Linked DNA regions of Mus musculus: region 1 is linked to region 2. A link is a contact called in public targeted proximity ligation data. All regions are on one chromosome and are shown on one strand. The core of a region is the stretch at or near the end of the contact, and the rest is flanking DNA. Distances in the headings are between cores, read along the strand shown. Region 1 overlaps Ifit2 (interferon-induced protein with tetratricopeptide repeats 2). Region 2 overlaps Acta2 (actin, alpha 2, smooth muscle, aorta).

Region 1 (7,733 bases), core at 5,117-7,616, 330 kb before region 2:
GTTGCATTGGTCTGTGTTTCATCAGAGCAACAGGAAAGCAAACTAGGACCAAAGTCAAGACAGAATGTGTCCCTGGGCACCAGAGGCATGATATCAGACATCTAATATAAAAAGAACAAACAGTTAATGCACTCTTTATTATCAGTACTTGAGTCTAAAAATACGAAGGTACAGTAAAGTTCAGGGGAACCAGAGCATAGCTTAATGTTACATTATGTGTTACTTATAAACAAAGTTTATTATTTTTCCAGAAATTCAAATGGTGAATATCGATGGACTTAATGCATAGAGAATATTTTCATTTTTAAAATATTATGAAGCACTGATACAGCTGTTAGAATGTTTAGTTTTAACAATCTATGAATCATGGATGTTTTAATTGCTGAATAAAATGTTCATATATACATAGAGACAAGCTGAACCCAGTAGAGAAACATTTTTTTATCCCAGAGTGTGGCTGACCGTCTCATACTGGGCCACTTGACTCTGTCAATTCACACCAACCTTAACATTTAGGCCCTTCCAGATCTACCTAGGAAATGGCAATTATCAAGTTTGTGGTGTTTCTGTATTTTTTTTCAGAGTTATAAAAATTATTTATATCCCTTGGTGTGACACATTTCACATGGAATAAAACAACTCAACTCCAGTACCCATGACATTTTCAAAGTCCCTTGACCCAAGCATCAATCCAAGTTATCCTTCTAGGCAGCTGTCTTCCTGGCATTTCTTTATAGCATTTCTGAATAAATTATTTATTTGACAGAGAAATCTTCCTAACAGTGACTATAAACTTTTTCCTCATGAGTTTATAATCATCGCGTATAAATCAGCAATCCCTTCATCCCCACTGGTGTTTCCATACTCTTGAAATAAATGTTTATATGAATTGTCATGGTGGTAGACAGAATCTCCCTTCTTTTCCTACAACTATATAGTTCTAGGAGGGCAGAGTAGGGAGACATCTTCCCATGCGACTCCTGGAAGTCTGGTGTGGCTGCCTGAGTCTACTGCTTTGCACAGATGTGACCCTTCTGACTCACCCTGTCCTCAGTTTTTCGAATCCTGCTGCCACCTGAGCTAATGGAACAGTTGAACTCATGTGTGTGGGACACCATAGATTGAGAACTGGCTGGTAATTGGAGGAATGACTTGGTCCCACAACTTTTGTTGTTTGTTTTTAGACCTGGGACTCACTATTCAATTTCTATTTTGAGCTCAATTAATATTGAACATTATTTGGTAAGTCTTAAAGTTATTCAATAAAGCAAAACCTCTCCCTTCTGTGTTTTTATATATATGTGATAGTAGTGGTTATATAGACATATACTCACCCAAACTAACAAGGTAATGTACATAATCATTAATATTTACACATTTAATTCTCACCTCCCACCATCCCTTCCAGACCTGGGACTCACTATTCAATTTATATTTTGAGCTCAATTAATATTGAACATTATTTGGTAAGTCTTAAAGTTATTCAATAAAGCAAAACCTCTCCCTTCTGTATTTTTAGATATATGTGATAGTGGTTATATAGACATATACTCACCCAAACTAACAAGGTAATGTACATAATCATTAATATTTATACATATAATTCTCACCTCCCACCATCCCTTCCAGGTCATGCTCAGGCTGACCTCAAGTTCACTGTAATCCTCCTGTCTCAGATTCCAAGTGCTAGGATTACAGTCCTGAGCCACAGTCTCTGACTCCTCAGCTTTTTGATGGACACTATTATCTATGAAGAAAATGCTGTGCAATATCTAAAATAATTCAAGGATGGAACATTCACCCATGTGAGGAATTTGGCTGCTTTATACAAATACTGAAACAAGCCCAAGACAAGCCTCCACTGAGGGGTGGGTGTGATTAAAGAATTTACTACTGTGGAAACTATTTTTCCAAAAAAAAATTGAAAGAGCTCTAGGCTGTTTGCCAAGATCCTGTATCTATCACCTCATCTGGTCCCTCTCCCAGACCATCCCACGATCCAGAAACTCAGGTGCTAGAATCTGATAGCAGAGTTCCCCAAACTCCTGACAAATACTATAGTCAGTATGATAGCCCATTCTTGATCCAGGAAGTGGTTAAGTATTTTGAATGGCAGCTTGGTGAGGGCTTTCTTTTTCCTTCCAGCAGTAGGCCGGGTACCACATCACTAGTATTCAGCACCTGCTTCATCCAAAGATGCTGAAGGTACCTGGTTTGCAGAGTCCACTCCCCTCTCAGAGTCTTTATCAGCTTGCTGACCTCCTCCATTCTCCTGAAGAAATGCCAAGATATGCAAGGCCTCAGAATCAGACTCATCTTCATGAAGCCGCCTTAGGGCAATTCTTTGAAGTTTCTCTCTCATCTTTTTTTGGGGGATTGTTTTCTTCTTTATTTTCACACCCTCCATATAATGGTAGATAGCCTTGTCTTGACGCTTCATTTGAAAAAACTGAAAGTTGCCATACCGAAGGTGGAGTAACTGTTTAGGGCCAGGAGGGAGGTCCTTGCTCAATTCTTTCTGGAAGTAGTAATCGGCTTCGTCATACTTTTTTGCTATGATATAAAGATCAGCAAGGAAGCTACAGGAATATTCAAGCATCTCCTTGATTTCCTCTGCTTTCCGTAAGTGATTCACTGCCAGTTGTATTAGTTCCTCTAACTTCTTCCTATCCCCACTAAATACCATTTCCCTTCTGTTCAACATATGATGGACTTTTGACCTATAACAGCACCCCATATAGTAATGCACATAGGCGTTGTTTGGCAGCTTTTCCAAAGCCTTTCTAAGCAACTGTATAGCTCTGTCTGTGTCATATACCTTGCAATAAAACCTGGCTGCCCTGAGGAGTGTATCTATTGCACTTGGGTCTTTCTTTAAGGCTTCTTCAACCAGCGCCATTGCTTGGTTTTTATGTACCGCGTCAAGCTTCAGTGCCAAGAGGACTTTAACATAAGTGTTGTCAGGAGACAGTTGAATGGCTTGCTCCAGAGAGTCAATGCAGTAATTCCTTGCTGGCCAGTCATCCAGACGGTAGTTCGCAATGGCCCATCCAGAGGTGAATTCTGGGTTCTTCGGGTCCTTTTCCAGAGCCTTCTGGAAACACACCTTCACTCTCTCGTTTTGGTTCTTGGTACACTTTAATCGGGCCCACCCCTCCTCACAGTCAAGAGCAGGATTCTCAATCCTGTAGGGGCTGGAAAACTTCTTGCAGACCTGTTTCACTTTATCCAGATAAGCCTGAGCCTTTGAGAACTGGCCCATGTGATAGTAGACCCAAGCATAGTTTCCCCAGGTGACCAGACTTCTGATTTCTACTTGGTCAGGATGCTGTTGCTGGATGAAGCCCTCAGCTTCCCCTAAGCATTGCAGTGCTGCCTCATTTAGACCTCTGCAGTGCTTTACATAGGCCAGTATGTTGCACATGGTGGCTTTAAACTCACTGTTCTGAAACTCATCCTTGTTAAACACCCTGTCCTCAAACTCATCCAAGGACTCATCTTCTGCTATCAGGTTCCAGGTGAAATGGCATTTTAGCTGTCGCAGATTGCTCTCCAGTGACTCCTTACTCGTTGTACTGTGAGACAGACAGACAGAAAGAAAGACAGTCAATCTGGGGACACATGACCTGTTCACCTGGCAAAGAGTGAGATCACAGGGGATCTTCTTCTCCCTCTAAATGATGTTAATCTAACCCTGACCAAAGAACATGGTCTCCTTCCCTTTCTTTCACTGTTTGGCATGTCTGAATTACTGCATGGGGAAGCGAGGGTTTGCTCATTATAGGCAGTAGGATTGGCAGAAGGTGGAGAGTCAGCCGTAGGTGGAGATTGGGTTTCCTTGCAAGACTGCTTCTGTGAGTTAGCTCTTCTCTTTGCTTTGGGCTCCCTTGAACCTCGCACATCCAGTATTCCCACTTTCACTTTATGTTACACGTGCTCTAGTCCCCTCCTCTCCCCCTCTCTCTTAATGCCTCTTTTCTGTCTTCTCCTGATCCCATTTCTACTTTCATGACATCTTACACACATTTGCACAAATACATATATGTAGAGCTAAGATTTACGTTTGACAGTGAACATGTTAATGTTTGTTTTTCTGAGTCTAGATTTTCTTACTTAATATATTTTTCTAGGTCCATCCATTTTACTGCAAATTGCGTAATTTCAGTTTTTTAAATTTAAAAATGCATTTTAATTAAAATATAATTGAGTCTCTTTCCTCTTTCCCCTCCAGCTCCTCATTTGTCTCCCCCTCCAACTCCTCCTATTCTTCCTCGCCCTCAAATTAATAGCCACTTTTTCTTTGAGTAACGTTTGTATACACACAAACCTATTAATATAATCTGTGAACTTCACCTTCTGTGTGCATTTGTTTTTAGGGCTGAACATTTTGTTGAGTAACCAATTAGATAGCTCATCCCTGGGAGAGGTAAAATTCCATTGTATGTACCACACATTTATAACTCATTCATCAGTTGTTGAACATCTAGACTGATGCCATTTCCCTGCTTTTGTGAGAAAAAAATGTTTTTTGCAAAGAAATCATGGATGAGTAAATATCACTGTAATAAGATTAAAGTACTTTTGGGTATCTGCTCATTTTAACTGCTTGTGTCTTATTTTTGATCATCCTTGATTTTTTTTATTTTGCTCATTTTATCATCTTTGGAATATTCCACCTATTAATTGTATTACATATGTTAGCAAAGCCACTAACTTTTATTTCTGGATGCACTGTAGTCTCCATACCCTCCTTTGTTTGTACTTCTTACACTGATGATTTCTCACATAGGTAATGAACTAATACTTTTACATTTTTCTTTTAATTTCCCTTTTAATTGTATTCCTCTCTCTTAGGTTTATATTTTATACCTGGGATAGGAAGTATGGCTAGAGGGGGGGGCTTCTAGGCATCTACCTCTTTTTCTTTAGGGGGAGAACTTTTTTTTTTCGTTACCATGTGACTCTTAAAGATTTTTCCATCCTGTAAGATTCCCTTCAGTCTTATCCTTAACTAGATAAACAAATAAGCAGAAAACAAGCTAAGCCAGCAAAGAAGCCTCTGGAACCCCGTGGAGTCTCGCATATCCTTTCTCTGCTGTGTAGGGTCAGCTGTGGATTCTAGTATAACAGTTTCTGACTTGTAAGACTCATTACCGGAAAGCTATGCCAAGTGACAGGGATTACATTTGAACAGTATTGACTATATCAACCCCTGTATTTAAATTTTTATGTTACGCCTTGCAGCCATCAATGCTTGGGGTTGGGCCAGAGTTAGGGTTACTACACAGAAAACAGACCTGAGAGGCAGTTATTCCATTACAGGCAATTAATTCCACTAGGCTCTCCAGGGACCTAGCAATGGCTTCTGCTATCATCTGCTGCCACCAGATGCTCCAGGTGTGTGAGCTGAGTATAAAAGGATTGCTTCTGCCACTCTATCACTCTCTGTTCCCACATGTTCCTTCTCTCTCTCTCTCTCTCTCTCTCTCTCTGTGTGTGTGTGTGTGTGTGTGTCTTTCCTCTCTCTCCCTTCCTCTTTCCCTCTCTTCCTTTCTTTGTTCTCTGTCCCCCTTCTCTGCCCTCATGGCTCTGCTTCTGTCTGTCTGCCTCTACACCTTCTCCAGGTTCTCCCCTCCCTTCTGTCAAATAAACTCCCTTCATACCAGATCTGATGTATGACATAACTTCTCAGGGAACACTTTGGCACAGACCCTCCAGATATCTCCTCACCACATTATATGAGCTAGTTTTTTTTCCTGTGCTCTGTTTAGTTAGCAACACTATTGCAATTCTGAGATTAATTCGGCAATTACAAATAAAAATCAGATTAGCAGAGTTAGTAGTCTAAATACAACTTTAACATAAAGAAATCTGAAAACAAAATACTTCTTTTAAATTATACTCTTATTAGATACTCTCAATTTAATCTTGCTGAGAGAGAGAGAGAGAGAGAGAGAGAGAGAGAGAGAGAGAGAGAGAGAGAATTGCCAAGAGCATTTCCCCCTGACACATCTTTACAAGAAGCTCCTAGATCAGATAACTCTTTCTGACTTCAGCTCTCAGTGGCCAGGTGAGCAGCAGATCTGGGCATTCTGGAGGAAACAACAGAGCAGCTTTCTGACTTATTTACAGCTATAGAGACAGAGGTATAAAAAGGTAATACACAAACACAGAGGACTGGTCTCTCTTGGGACTGTGGCTGTTTAGGATTTGCATCTGTCATCAAGGCTGACTACAATTCCCACAATCACCAGAAAAAGTAAGGACTTACCTCATGACTGCTGTGTAACTGTCTGCTGTGTCAAAGCGCTCAAAGCAGGGCTGCAGCCACTCTCCAGGCAACCTCTTCCTCTGCCTTCTAATGAAGTGCTCCAGACCTATATATAGGAGCAGCTGGTTCCTTTTCCTGCTTCTGTGCAGCACCTGACCCCAAAGAAGAGAAATTGAAACCAGAAAGTAACACTGATGTCACTTTTTATGGACAAAAGGGTAAAAAAGAGCCAAGCCTTTCAGGGTCAGGCTGATGTCTTTGATCTGCTATGTGAAGAAGGGAACCTCTACACACACACACACACACACACACACACACACACACACCCTGAATTCTACTGCATCATGACCAACATAGCTCATCCTCTATCCTCGGGATCCATTCGGGATCCAGGGAAGGGAGAGTTTGTTTCCCAGTGCAGGGGTTTGTGTCTGTTTTATCCGCTCAACTGGAACTCCTTTCCTTCAAGGTTAAGTGCACAGTGCATGACTCCCAATGCAGATGTTGAAAGAATGGACTCAGAGCTCCAAGCCAGAGCTTTGGTGTTTATCTATCTGCCTTTCTATGCTGCTTTCCAGGGGAGATTACACTCTGCCCCAGCTTTAGTGTTTCCTGCTTTGAACTGAGAACAACACTGCTGCCTGCCTGATCATGGTGATGGGAGGAGGATGAAGTGAGTCCTGGATGAGATGCTCTAGAATTATGCTTTAACTTAGTAACCAATATAATTAGTAAGGAGAATCATTAATCACAGACCAAAGGGGCAAACTGTGGATGTTTGCTTTTTCCTGAGCCCGAAATTCTCTGATCCTTCATGACCTGTCATAATTACTAACAGTTCTGAGGCAAATAACCCTGAACCCTTAAGGCGTTCTAGATATTCCTGGCTCCCTTGGGATTCACATGTGGGGCAGCTTATTAGTCACCACGTGCATGTCCAGATGTGCAGCAGCTGTCATTGTAGCCCTTGCCTTTTCCTTATTTATGCTTGTGTTGGTTAATCTTGGCAGTCTGCTTGGCTTAGTAAAACACACTACCTGTGTCTGGGGAAATGTTTCCAGAACCCCTGGGAAATGTGAAGGCAAATAAAACGGAGAAGGCCTAATCTCAATGTAAGCAGTACTGTCCAATAAGATGAAACTGAAACATGGCAGAAGGGGGAGCTAGCTTGAGTGCCTATGACCAACCCTACTTGACCACTTGAGCATTTGGAATGCTGCCCTCACCCATGAATTCCCGTTCTTCAACCTTTGAACACTAACTCCGACCAGGAACTCTTCTGGGGCTTTCCAGGCCTCAGCCCTGGAATGGGATGCCACCATTGATCCTTCCTGTTCTCAGGCATCGAGCTACTTGGCCTGAACTGCCACTGGTTCCCTGGCCTCTCTACTGATGGACCTTGTGGGACTATACAATCTCTGGCGATACAAGGCAGCCTAATTAGCACATCCCATATTGTAAA
Region 2 (6,798 bases), core at 2,961-5,460:
GCACCACTGAACCCTAAGGCCAACCGGGAGAAAATGACCCAGGTAAATATTTGCTCCAGGATCTAACCCTGGTGAATTTGGGGCATGGGCAACCAGGATAACTTGCAGCACGACAGGCAGACATAAGGTCCAAACTGACAGTTCACCAACAGACTGACCCAGGAACCCCAAAGCCCCGGAATCTTAGTGTTCACACCCTTACTCCACAAAACAACATAATTTTGCCTCAAAGGGCAAGAAGAAAAGCTTAAAGGTTTAAGATTAGGGCTAAAAACTTCTCATAAGTCATTGAAAATGCAGGATGATATAGTAGGGATTGAATCTGTTACTTATCAGTTACCAAAAGCCACTTCTTTTCTTAGGACCCCTGCTTCTTTTCTTTTTTCCTTTTTTTTTTTTTTTTTTTTTTTTTTTTTTTGGTTAGGAATATCAACACCATTATTTTTCAAGGGATAGATATGTAGGCTAAGTGATGCCAAAATTATATGCAAGTATCATGGGGTGTGGTATGATAAATATCCAACAAGGAGTAACAAAGACTGTCACTACTGTCTGTGTGAATTCTAAGACCATACACCTAGGGAACGTCCAGTGAACCAGCTAGAGAGTTCTGATGTGGATGAGCCGATAAATGATAGCATCTACTGTCAGTTCCTCACAGGCCCTGGTCAAGCACAGGGTGTTGCAAGTGCACTCTAACTCCTAATGATTTAAGGCAGGAACTATTATCCTAACTACCTCAGTGATGAAATTAAGGCTCAGATGCACAAAGTGATTTTCCTAAAGTCACATAGCTAGGCGTGGCAATGCCTAGAGTTGACCCATGAATTTTCCCCTTGAAGAATAGCAAATGCACACAGCCCAGGGCCCCCTCCTGGGAAGAGCATTTGCTGTGCTCACCAGCACATCAGCTGTTCTGGGTGGTGAGGAGCATCCTGTAAATTGCATGAAGGTGGAAAAATGACTGAGAACTATGGAGTTTTAGCAAATATCAGACATTCCTTCTGGTTTGTAAACTAGAGAGTTATTTAAATGCAGACTGCGGACATGTTCTCATGTAGGAGGGATCTAGGGAGCTCCAGTTTTTCTCTTGTCCCTGAATTGCATGGGCTATTGGGTCGACATTTATATGTAGTCCTCTATTCCATAGTATAGGTCGTATCTGCCAGGATCATAGCCTCACCCACTACAGCTGCAGGGTGGAGTCTGGTTCCATGGATAGCATTGACCCCAAATTGCATAAAACCATGGAGAAGATCAAACTGAACTGCAGACAGATCACTCAACCAGGGTTATTCCCGGAAAAATCTCAGTATTGGATTTTATCTGGTCTTCTCTTTTGTCTTTGATGTAGTTAATAACTCTTAGACTCTCTCTGAGAGCTTAGGCCAAAACCCTTCTCCCTTTACATTTGAGAAATAAAGAAAAACTGAACACCATAGTGAATACTGTTGTATCCAGTTCAGGACCAAGGCTAGGACTTAGCTGCTTCTCACCTTATCAGGTCCTGTGCACAAAACCGCTGGCTCCTCCCCCTCCCATCAGGTCACCAGTGTGATGGCTGACTATTGCCACTGCCTTCATCTTTCTTTGTCATGTGACCAGAGCTGCCTTGGCTTTTTTTTTTCCCCCTGGAGGGTCTGAATCAGGGGTGGGATGGGGGATGCTCTTCAGTCTTCTATGTAAGGCTGATAGCACCATTTACCTAACCCTTTGGATTCCTTTGCAGATTATGTTTGAGACCTTCAATGTCCCCGCCATGTATGTGGCTATTCAGGCTGTGCTGTCCCTCTATGCCTCTGGACGTACAACTGGTAGGTGGCCGGGGAGGTGGGGACCTTGATCAAATGAATCCATCGTAAAGTGTGATATTTGATGGGTACAACCTGTGGGTTGTGATGGTTGACAAGTGAATTGGAGCACACAGAGATGTGGTCCTCCCCCAGAGCCCGCAAAAAGGAAAGAAAAAGCCCTCGCCTTTTCAAAACCAGCCCTGGACCTCACCACACTTCTTTACTTCTCCAGCAATAAATTTTTAATGGCTTCTCCCTCTTCTTTCTGTCTCTCCCAAGCCCTAGCTCTGACCTATCCCATAGAGCACATTCTTTCTTCCCTTGATGTAAGGCTCTTAGGACTCACCACTCCTCTCAGCCTCCGTGTGAAAGACAGAAAGTAACTGAGCACCTGCTGCCGTGGTGACTTACAGCATACTTAATTGTTCCCCAGGTATTGTGCTGGACTCTGGAGATGGTGTGACTCACAACGTGCCTATCTATGAGGGCTATGCCCTGCCTCATGCCATCATGCGTCTGGACTTGGCTGGCCGAGATCTCACCGACTACCTCATGAAGATCCTGACTGAGCGTGGCTATTCCTTCGTGACTACTGGTGAGGCTCGGGGGTGGGGGGAGGTGGAGGGAAGAGGATGGAAGACACTATGTTGCTCACTGTAACCTATCAGAAGGAGGGCTGTCCCCATGAGAATGGGGACATAAAGCCAGAGAGGAGACTTCGCTGATAAAACCATTTGCTGTGCAAACCTTACAACCTACGGTCAGTTCCTGAGCTCACAGCGAAAGGCAAGGACTGACGGCTGAGATTTGCTTTCTGATGTCCACACATACACACCTGAAATGCACACACACACACACACACACACACACACACAAACACACATAAACACACCCAAGCACACACTCCTATGCACACCCATTTGCACACACATGCATACACATACAAATAATAATATTAACATGCTAAAATTAAAAAAATAAAAATAAAATAATAAAAAAGGGTTGGTATGTCAGAGACTTAGCCAACAGTAAAGCCTGACCCCAATGCACAGAGAAAGCTTAGCTTTCCTTGCTTTGTGATTGTAAAGCTATTACAGTTTCTTTGAGAGTAGCTATAGACATCAGTGTAGGCGGCAAGTCAAAGTGGAAAATCGTTTTTGTCTATACTGCTGGAGATCGAACCCAGGGTCTTGTATTGGCTAGCCAAGCCCTCTACCACCCAGCTACACCCCACAGAACTACGTGGATAATTTTTTAATTTCTTCATTTACAAATAGAAGAGAACGTGTACAATAGAGAGAGGTATAGCTGGGACCTTTCCCATCTCTCCGTGTGTACCAATGGAACTGGGGCTGTTCCCAGAGAGCATCTGCTTCATTTTGAAAAGTGAAAAATGTGTCAAAGATCAAGCTACTGCCGATCTGGGTAGGGCAGCAAAGATCTTTTAGGCATTTTTGAAAACTCTGAGACTTCTGAGAAGCTGGTTCAGTAGAAGAGTCACATGGGACAGGTAGATTTTAGCGCCTGTATCAACCCTAATGTGTATCATGTTCGTTATGTGTTTAACAGCCGAGCGTGAGATTGTCCGTGACATCAAGGAGAAGCTGTGCTATGTAGCTCTGGACTTTGAAAATGAGATGGCCACGGCCGCCTCCTCTTCCTCCCTGGAGAAGAGCTACGAACTGCCTGACGGGCAGGTGATCACCATTGGAAACGAACGCTTCCGCTGCCCAGAGACTCTCTTCCAGCCATCTTTCATTGGTAGGCAATGGAGAGTGGGGTCTCCCTGTTCTGTACCAAGAACAAGCCAAGCCTCTGCTATCAGGGTCCATTAGCAGGTAAAAATGAACCAGGGCTTCAGAAACAGAAGCAGTTCTAAAGTAGGGATGGTGTCACATTTCCAAAATGAGAAGACATAGGGAGCCAAAACAGGGGTTGTCTCCCGTGGAAAACTCTCTTATGTCAGAGTCAAGACAGACGCATTCTCCGCACATAATGCAAAGGTTAAAAGTTATCTACGTTTACGATAGTGGAACACAGGGGTGGTTGGGGAAGACGATCTGAGTGCTGAGAGTTTGGGGTTGCTGAGAGAGAAGGAAAACAGAACAAGTAGAGAGCGTCTATTCCACACTGGCACGGCAGGGTCACGTTGGGTCTGCAGAGGCATCCTCTTTGGAGGCTGGGGGCCTGGGCTTGAAACTCTGTTCTATTTTCATGATCTCGAGAATGTCACTAAAGCTTTCTATGAGTCAGTTTCTTCATACCAGGACAGTTGGAAGTTTTATAGCAGAGTTGTGCGGTGCCCTCAGCACAGGGCCTGTCCAAAATAAGCTTTCAACAATTGGTTACTGCCAGCAATGTAAAACTAGCTGGTGGCATTGCTATTATAACTAGATCACAATGTTAAGAAGGCCGTGGGCGCCATCTAGTGGTATATTTTAAAAAGTCTATGTCAGAAGTCAACAAGAAACTCCACCCCTCGCCTCTACCCCTTAAAAAAAAAGCTGTACAAAGATTGCATAGAAAGCATCTTTGGCAGCTGGGCATGGTAGTACATGCCTTTAATTCCAGTACTAGGGAAGCAAAGGCAAGCGAATCTCTATGAGTTTGAGGCCAGTTTGTTCTATATAGCAAGTTCAGGCCAGCCAAGGACCTGTGTTTAAAACAAAACCAAAACTGAAAACAAACAAAACACTTTATCCAAGTAGGAGAGACACTTTACTGACAGTTGCACCATTCAAACTTGGGTGTTGGGAACATAAAGGAACAATGGCAGAGAGATGAACCTGCTCAGACCCATGGCCCTGGCCCTACCTCTTACCAGGCATCGGAAGGCCTGGCTCCTTACTCAAGCCAATTATAGCAGAATATCTATCCAGCCACTGGCGTTATCATGTTGCAATCTCACCCCAGAATCGCTGCAGCTGAACCTCCTCCTTTAGACAAGAGCCAGGAGGATGGTATGGAGCACAAGAAGGGCCTTTAGTCTCTTGAGTGGTAGTTTCTAGTTCATGATGCCTGCCAGCCTCACCCAGGAGATGTGGTAGTTTCTAGTTCATGATGCCTGCCAGCCTCACCCAGGAGATGACCACGTAGCTGGGCCAACTTGATTTTCCATGTGTAGCTTGAGTTTTACCCAGCATCCAAGGATCACTGCCTGTGTCTCTTTTCCAGGGATGGAGTCAGCGGGCATCCACGAAACCACCTATAACAGCATCATGAAGTGTGATATTGACATCAGGAAGGATCTCTATGCTAACAACGTCCTGTCAGGGGGTACCACCATGTACCCAGGCATTGCTGACAGGATGCAGAAGGAGATCACAGCCCTCGCACCCAGCACCATGAAGATCAAGGTACCACACTAAGACCCTCTGACTCAGAAAGCAGCAGGAGGGGCATTTCTAGAACAGCCACAAGCTAAGAGGCAGTTTAACAGGCTCTCTGTTCTTTCCAAAGGGAATGAGGCCAAGGTGACAGTGGGTTAGATTTTAACACTACCACTTAAAATGGGCCCTGAGGAGTCCTGTCCTGGGTCTATAGGGAGTGAGCCACTGCTTCCTGAAGAGCCTGTGCTCCTTCCTGTGCATGTCAGAGCAGCTCAAGTCCCCCTCCTTCCATACCTAGCTGAGCATGCTGCCAACTCTATGTACTTGGGGTTTGAGAACAGACAGGCTGCATCTAGTAGGAGTTAGGCAAGCCTCAATTCTCCAAACCTTACTTCTGAGATGGAAATGAATGTGAAACTCAGGGGTCCAGTATGGTCAGAGAACACAGACACCCAGTAAAAGCTCAGGTCACCAAGATGGTACATTCATAAAATGAGCCTGGGTACAACGTTCTGGAAATCTAAAATTATCACCAAACCCCCTCACTATGGAAAAACAAAAATGTGTACCTTCAAAGCAAAACTCCTCTGAGGGCCAGTTTTGAAATTAAACCTGCTATTGATACAGCCACTAGCGAGCATCACTGACAGTCCCCTGAGCCAGTATCTTCATCTGCAACTTGAACATCACTGGATACCTACCCTTCAGAATTATTATAGAAGTTAAGTAAGCTAGAACCTGTCGAACCCTTGGCACAGGGCACAGTGAGAGCTTGGTGAAGGAGGAAAGATTAAATGTTGAACCAGAGCTTGCAGACAGAGACAAAGTAAGCCCCTGGCTAGCATGTGCAAACACTTTATTTACTAGAGCATCCTCTGCTACTCAAGAAACTAAGACTAGAGTGGAATTTGGTGTTGCTTGGCTCTATGTTTGAGTTGCTGCAACAGAGAAATCCCTTGTCTGATACTCTGCACAACGCCTCCGCCATTCACTCGTACAAAACACAAAACAAAACAAAAAGTGGGCATGATCTGGTATGTAAGATCTGTACTCTGAATAAGGCCAGCATGACAGGAGATACACCGGAATGGGAACTCTGAGCCCTCTGTGTTGGGCGGTGCTTATGGTCAGGACATCAGAAAGCAGTGGCCAGTTTAATCAGGTGGAAGATTACTTGCACAGAAAGTTCAGGAACAATCGTCTTTGCACACAGTAGGACTTCTGTAGAACGTGCAGCGCCTGCTGAGGTCAGCTCTGGAATCAAGAGATTTTGTCAGGGTTTTTACAAAGGGGCCCCGTGTGGGCTCTAGGGCCAGTTTGGGTTTGCCCAATAAAGGGATAAAGGAATTAGGGATGGTTTGGCATAGATTTCATAGGGGGAAAAAAACAGAAAAATCAATGGGCTCACTGGGGAAACACTCCAACTTCCACAAACCCATCCCCTCATAGAGAACAATGTCCTCGTTTTCCAGGAAGGGACAGCACAAGGCACGTCTGCTAGGCACTAATATTCTTCCCTTCTTACCCTGACAGATCATTGCCCCTCCAGAACGCAAGTACTCTGTCTGGATCGGTGGCTCCATCCTGGCTTCGCTGTCTACCTTCCAGCAGATGTGGATCAGCAAACAGGAATACGACGAAGCTGGGCCCTCCATCGTCCACCGCAAATGCTTCTA

What was found.
Region 1: a targeted proximity ligation map of bone marrow-derived macrophages shows a contact between it and region 2, with 4 times the contacts expected there. A contact is called at or near these places in 3 of 39 promoter capture datasets (embryonic stem cells and liver), 1 of 484 Hi-C or Micro-C datasets (cortical neurons), 1 of 130 datasets of targeted methods (bone marrow-derived macrophages) and 1 of 9 other capture datasets (adipose tissue).

The regions. Positions count from the first base shown.
Region 1 is chr19:34,568,909-34,576,641 of GRCm38.p6, reverse strand. It overlaps Ifit2 (interferon-induced protein with tetratricopeptide repeats 2), which reads right to left. Exons shown (of 3, transcript NM_008332.3): 2 at 6,272-6,423; 3 at 108-3,575. The coding sequence starts at 6,276. The coding sequence ends at 2,168. Among named protein-coding and RNA genes, the nearest start is that of Ifit3, 11 kb to the left of the region's middle.
Region 2 is chr19:34,241,668-34,248,465 of GRCm38.p6, reverse strand. It overlaps Acta2 (actin, alpha 2, smooth muscle, aorta), which reads left to right. Exons shown (of 9, transcript NM_007392.3): 4 at 1-42; 5 at 1,730-1,814; 6 at 2,227-2,388; 7 at 3,363-3,554; 8 at 4,968-5,149; 9 at 6,656-6,798. Among named protein-coding and RNA genes, the nearest start is that of Acta2, 10 kb to the left of the region's middle.